Linked DNA regions of Sus scrofa: region 2 is linked to region 1. The links are chromatin contacts, called in public HiChIP or PLAC-seq maps. All regions are on one chromosome and are shown on one strand. The core of a region is the stretch at or near the end of the contact, and the rest is flanking DNA. Distances in the headings are between cores, read along the strand shown.

Region 1 (3,344 bases), core at 682-3,181:
ATTTTAAATAAGTGAATTGCATGATATTTGAATTATATCTCAATAAATCTTTTGAAAGTACATAGATAAGTAAGGGAAAAGTATGTGCACTATAATTTAGTAACTTATAAGAACTTTCTGATTTTCCTTGAATATGTGGTATTTCACATCATTAAATGGTAAAGAAATTACGCTTTGCTGGCATTTTCCAAGATTTCTGATCCTGGTTTTGTTTCATGCAATTTTTTATCCGTTCTAAAATAAAATTAACTGCTCTAAAATTTTCAGGATACCAAAGAGTAATCTTGTTTCACAAAGAATAGAAATTTCCCAGTTAAATTCAGTTTAAGAAAATTATACATTTTCCACTAGATGGCAGTAGTGTGCAAATAGTATTGCTAGAATCTGTACTTTTCCTGACATCAATAAAATTATTACATTACCACATTGTTTTCATTCACTTTGATTGGTTTGAGTAAGATAATGAGAAGTGGAAAGAAAATAAGTTACTTCCTTAATGTGCTAAGCTCCAGGGTAAACAGAGCCATCATTTTACAGATGCAGAATGAAATGCAAGGAGAAATTGTCACAATTTTGCACTAAAGCCAGAGTGAGAATTCAGAATCCCTAACTCTTAGCTGCCATTGTACAACTATACAATATCAATAGTGGGGGAGTGGACACCACAATTAAAGGAAATAAGAAAATTAATCTTTATCATGCACTGTACACATATTTTCTCATTTGATCCCTAAACTATTTGCTCTATATGTATTATCTCAAGTAGTCCTAACTATACAAACCCCATCTGTTAACTTCATAAGGGAAGGAGAGTGATCATTTTCTTCAGCACTGTCTCATTGGGGTATAACACAGTGCCCAACACACAGTAGATGAGTAGATGGTCAAAACATTTTTTGCTTAATAGAATTGATGAATTAATTAAACTTGACAACTACACTATTTAGTAGGTAATACTATTTCTACTTTACAGTTGAGGAAACAAGTTGGAAACATGAAGTAATTTGTTCAAATTCACACAATTCAGTAGCAAAATCATTTAACACAATCTGATACTACTTTGCATGATATATTTTCATGTAATACTTCCACAATAGGAAAAAACGCTCTCTGAGGGTAAGCATCATGTCCCTAAGTTTCCTTATTGTATGTCTAATTATTTGCACAAAGCCTGACTTATGGTTGGCCGGCAATAAGTGGTATTATTTATCTGTTTGCATTCATAGCAACCCAGGTCTTAGCACTCTAGACTTGAACATTTAAGAAGCTCTCTTCCTGGACCATTTTGTTGTTGTTGTTGTTTATTCCTTTCACTTCATTCCTTATTTCTGGATTTCTGCTAGTTTTTTGCTGACCTATCCTCAAGGCCCCTTTAACAAGAAGCCTTAGATGTCAGTACAGATTTTCCACTTTGCTTGCACGTTAGGACTTTCCCTAGTTCTGATCTCAAAACACCCACGGGTGCTCGTAGGAGTTGAGTAGATTAGCAGATGGCGTTATTTCTGGTTTTGACTCTGTTATTTGTATTTCTGTTACCTTTTGCTATTCCTTGGGTTCCAATTCTTCATCTCAATTTTCTCAACAAATGAGCCTGAAGTTGGATGATCGGTCTTAAAGGTTCGTTTTCAGCAGACTAAACAGTTTTAACTCTGTTCTGTAGAAGTCTTCTAGTGAGCTTAAGACCAAGATAGCAAGTTTGGGGGAAGAGTTCGTGGGCTTTGTGGGTGGAGCAGAGCCAGTTTCGGGGAAGCCGGAGGACCAGGCATTGCTGTTCTAACAACAGGGAACCTGGATCACACACCTAATATGCGCGCTCTGTCTTCGGATTGGATGCTCGGACCGCATATCAGGCTCCTCCAGGCCGTCAGGGGGAGCTGCAGGCCGCTCCCCGGAAGCCAGCGCCCTGCGCGGCTCGCCTGTGCCCGGGCGCCGGACTCTTCCGTCTTCCGGAAGCGGACGCTGGAGCGGCAACCGCTAGGAGTGTGGCTGAGGCGGTGGCCGGCACGGGTCGGAACGAGGTGGAGTAGAGTGGTTCGGGCCTGGCTCCCGCGCTGGGGTGGAGCACCATGGACGAAGCGGGCAGCTGTGCGAGCGGCGGGGGCTTCCGCCCGGGCGTGGACAGCCTGGACGAGCCGCCCAACAGCCGCATCTTCCTGGTGATCAGCAAGTACACGCCGGAGTCTGTGCTGAGGGAGCGCTTCTCGCCCTTCGGGGAGATCCAGGACATCTGGGTGGTGCGGGACAAACACACCAAGGAGTCCAAGGGCATCGCCTTCGTCAAGTTTGCCCGCAGCTCGCAGGCGTGCAGGGCCATGGAGGAGATGCACGGCCAGTGCCTCAGCCCCAACGACACCAAGCCCATCAAGGTGCGGGTGCCCGGGTCGGGGTGCCCCCGGGGCGGTGTCAGGGTCGGGTAGGGTTAATCGGTCCGCTCCCAACATTCCTGAGCGGGAGGAAGGGAGGACGGCGTTGGGGAGAAGATTTCCCAGGATCTCCTGCCCTCTAGGCTGCGGTGGGATGCGGGGGTGGGGAATGCGGAGAGAACATCCTCCCCCGGGTGACCGGGCATCTCCGATGACTAGAGCTGCTGAGCTGCAGTGGCCGGGCCTGCCCCTCTTCCGCCGTTACTAATCCACCGCCCAGCTCTGGTCCTGGCCTGCTTTAAGGACTTCTCTGACCCTCTTCTCTCAGACCTCCCGGCCTACCATTCTAAAAACAGATAACTGCTTTTCCTCAGGTGGGTAGGGGTTTAACAACTTGATAAAAGTACATTACACTGTGGCCCTCTGGTGTTAGGCATTTTCCCAGTACCAAGCAAAAGTATGCACGTATATAACATTTAAGTGCAGGTGATAAAATCTGCTACTGTTACACATTTATCACATTTCTGTAATTTTTAAAAATTGTTTCATAAACCCTTTTTTGTGAAGGTGTGTGTGTCCTAGGTTGTTAATGTCACTTTTCTTTGAAAGCAGACCAAAGTAAACTGCCTTAAAAAGAGACAAATCATTGTGATCGTAGTGTAATTGTATGTTTATTAAATGCTTCTTTGAATACGCTTAATTCATTCTGGTGGTATTTATATTACGTTTCCACACTTACTTCTCTGTAAAATTAACATAGTGACACATGGCAGGAAGAGCTATTTTGAGGGTTATTTGACTTTGTCCTATTAGCTACAGTGCCTGGCGCAAGGTAAGCCCTCAGTACATCTTTTTTGTCCGTAGTTGCCAAGATTCTATTTCTTACTTGCTCAATTCAGGACCCAGTCCTGAGAATCTCCCAGTTTAAATTGTACCTTTCACCTGTCCTGTGGAAATAGTTGCTGTATTTATAATTCTGTT
Region 2 (3,256 bases), core at 350-2,849, 390 kb after region 1:
TATCTGCGACCTACACCACAGCTCAAGGCAATGTCAGATCCTTAACCCACTGATCAAGGCCAGGAATTCAACCCAAGCCCTCATGGTTACTAGTAGGGTTCATTACAGCTGAGCCAGGACTGGAAGTCCCGAGATATACATATTAAAACACCTTACCATAGCCTTCCTTTCCATATGCAAAGGAAGGGGGTATAATCACTTTTCGCTTCTCTCCAGGGCACATATCCATCATGGCAATGTCTAGGCCTTTTATAACTTGTCCAACACCAAGAACAAACCATTTGGGGTGGCCTTCATTTTGTGTCCGACTATAATTAAAAATAACACCTAGGTAAGTTGGTTTCAAGAAAAATAAAATCAAAATTTAAAATACAGCTGATCATTTAGTTCCAATTTAATACTGGAGTCCTCTCTAGCCATCTCTTTCGCTATATTAAGACTACTTCTGAACCCCCTGGTGGGGTGTTTGGCTCAAACGTCCCTCCTAATAGCTAGGTAGAGGTATAATTTGCCCAAAGTTAGTCATTAGGAGTCATCTCATTTTCTTTTTTATTGTTATCTTTACAACAACTACTCAACAGTTAACCTTTTAATGGGTCTCCTACCCCTATCTAGCTGCATGGCTTGTCCAAATATTTTACCATTCTGGGCTATTTTCTTCTAAATCGAAAGAACAGTCTCCAATCCTATTTTTATAGGGTAGTAGCGCACAAGGAGAAAAGACATCCTACGTCTGAGTAATAAAACATGGATTAAATCAGAGTAGTGGTGGGATGAGAGGCATGGGAAGGGCATAGGGAAAGTCACCAAGGAAAGTCGCTGTTGTAGTGGCTTCTCTATACAGGTGGAAAGTGGCTTGACAGTAAATACTGTGCTCCTGAAGCCCGGATAATGTTTCTTAAAACTACCCTACGAAATCTTCTGTAAAGAGACTCTAGCCCACAGCCAAGAGAAGTGTGAACATTCTTACAATAACTTACTTCTGTAGGTTCCAAGAGTAGTTAGTGGTGGTGGTCCAGGGTGTGTGTGTATGAATGTAACGTATTTTTGATAACTTCTTGGGCTAACATTTTTCAATTAAAAGATAATATTCTATTTATTAGGGAACGATTGTATCAAATCTGATTCCCCCGCCCCCTAGAAATAAAAGGTTCAACTCTTACCGTTAAAAAACAAGAACGAACAAACCAACCAACAAATTAGGCTTCTGGTTGGTGTAGGGAGGGTAGATTTAATGCATCAACTGGACGCGGGAGCCGTTCGGATCATCTCCTACCTGCAGTAGAATTTCGAGCCGTCTTTAGCCAAGAAGCCGTCGTAATGTGCATTTAGCAGGTCTCCCTTTCTGCTTGTCTTAGAGCAGTTTTCTGGACGATGCAAAACTTCTATTTTCACTTCCTCTGTGCTCTCCTCTGTCTTTTGTCCCTGAGCAGTAAAAATGCCCCACACGTAAAAGAAAATGATTAATCTAAATAAAAAATGCATGATCGCTGGAGTCGGCCCCGACGGCCACCGCGTTCCCTGATGCGTGTCACTCGCGTGCAGTGGCAGCCCCCGCAGTCAGGTATTGCCACGTGGCAGGCATTGTCTACGTCACAAAGGGCAGGGGCCCGGTAGAAGCGTGGCCCCGCCCCCTTTCCCAGAGGCACGCCTAGCCGCAGAATTTTTGTGGGTTGGCTTGGGATCTTGTCCCCGTGGTACCCCACCCTCTGGTTGGCTGTCCTCAGTCGCTAAGGCAACATTGCACCCTTGCACCGCTATTTCCTCCCTAAGTCCGTGTATTTCACAGCCAGTTTCCTTAGGGGTCCATAGTAACGCTCGCGTAACCTTTTGAAACCGGCAAAAGACAAAATAAAAAAACTAGGGTGGGATGTTGTAGCTGGAGAATAGGACTTTCATTTCTAGGCGTGAAAGGATTCTCCTTATATCCCTAGAGAACTGGTGGGCATGGGGGGGGCATTCTGCTTTTGGGGTGTTTTTGAAGCGCCTTCTCCACGTCAGAGTCGTGCTTTTAAGAGGTTCCAGGCTATACCTCACGCTGGTAAATATGAGTGCTTTTGCTCCCCGCCCAGTTAAAGGCGTTTCCAAGAGCCGACTCCTTAATTCCATAGCTGTTGCAGGTTTGTGTTTCCTTCCCTCAACACTTGGGGTCGCCCTTGACTTGAGCGCTTACTGAAGTCTGGGAAAAGCTCTTGACAGGGTGGCTTTTCTTACAAACTCTGCGAGATGGGTAATTATCCACAATCACGCAGACGAGAACACGACGTAATTTGAGTGTTGGGCATTCTGTTTCAACCTAACAGTTAATACACAGCAGGGATATGACCAAGTCCGACACAAAGCCAGCCTTACATCCCCACCTTCAACATTTTAGTATGAAAAACTTTCCTGTAGAACAAATGAACTTTACTATGCCATCACCTCGACTACTTGGATGCTACCATTAACGTTTAAAAGTATTCGATTTATTACATATCCATCTGTCTACCAATTCACTTTATTTTCAAGTGAATACCCAAAGGCTTTTACCCAAACCAGAAGAACTTCAGCGAAGGCCTGGATTGGGTGTTATCTGGGGGAGGTTGCTTAAGAGGAGGCGTTATCCACCTTGGTGATGCTGAGAAAAGCCGCAGCACTGAGCCTGCGATATCTATAGATTTGAAAATTGTCATTTATATAAGACGATGATCATTTTCCAAACAGGATTTTAAAAATTATAAAGGCTAGGAAAGCCCCTATTTTTTGAGTAAAATAAACTCCAAAGTTTTCTTCCATGTTTTATATTTAAATGAAGTTATGGCTACCTAATATTCATTGTCGGTGTGGTAATTCCTTGGGGCCCCTCGCGGTTCCTTGCCGGGGGAATCTCAGGGGCACACCACCTGCCTAGGAAATAATTTCTCAGACCCCCCCCCCCGAATGTGAGGAGAATATGAAGGAAACATAAATAGGAAGTCTTTTATTATTATTATAAGTAGTAGTTTGAAAAAAACAACCTCTGGGAGGACCTAAGGGTCAGTTATAGGAAAACCTGAGAGGCCTAAGTAACGCCCGCGGGACGTGTGCGCCCGGGGCTCGTCTTCGGGTAGGCTGCGCGCGCGCAGCGGGGTTCGAGTCCGTCGGTTTGGGCCTGGGAGGTTTAGGCCCCGGAGGGCCGACGGTCCGGGAGGGAGCCCAGGGACAGCCATCCGCGGGCCTGACGGAGGGTGAGGAGGAGTCCAGGCCTCGGCCCGCCCTCCTGGCGCAGCCTCCGGCT

The links. HiChIP or PLAC-seq counts read pairs in DNA pulled down with a chosen protein or histone mark.
Region 2: an H3K27ac HiChIP or PLAC-seq map of alveolar macrophages shows a contact between it and region 1. The contact joins the promoter of FKBP7 here to the promoter of RBM45 in region 1. A contact is called at or near these places in 1 of 47 Hi-C or Micro-C datasets (heart right ventricle) and 2 of 2 datasets of contacts at active chromatin or transcription factors (alveolar macrophages and skeletal muscle).

Annotation. Positions count from the first base shown.
Region 1 is chr15:83,790,918-83,794,261 of Sscrofa11.1, forward strand. RBM45 (RNA-binding protein 45) reads left to right here and starts at 1,932. Exons shown (of 7, transcript XM_021074965.1): 1 at 1,932-2,366. The coding sequence starts at 2,067.
Region 2 is chr15:84,181,271-84,184,526 of Sscrofa11.1, forward strand. FKBP7 (peptidyl-prolyl cis-trans isomerase FKBP7) reads right to left here and starts at 1,600. Exons shown (of 4, transcript XM_005657565.3): 1 at 1,277-1,600; 2 at 157-308. The coding sequence starts at 1,485.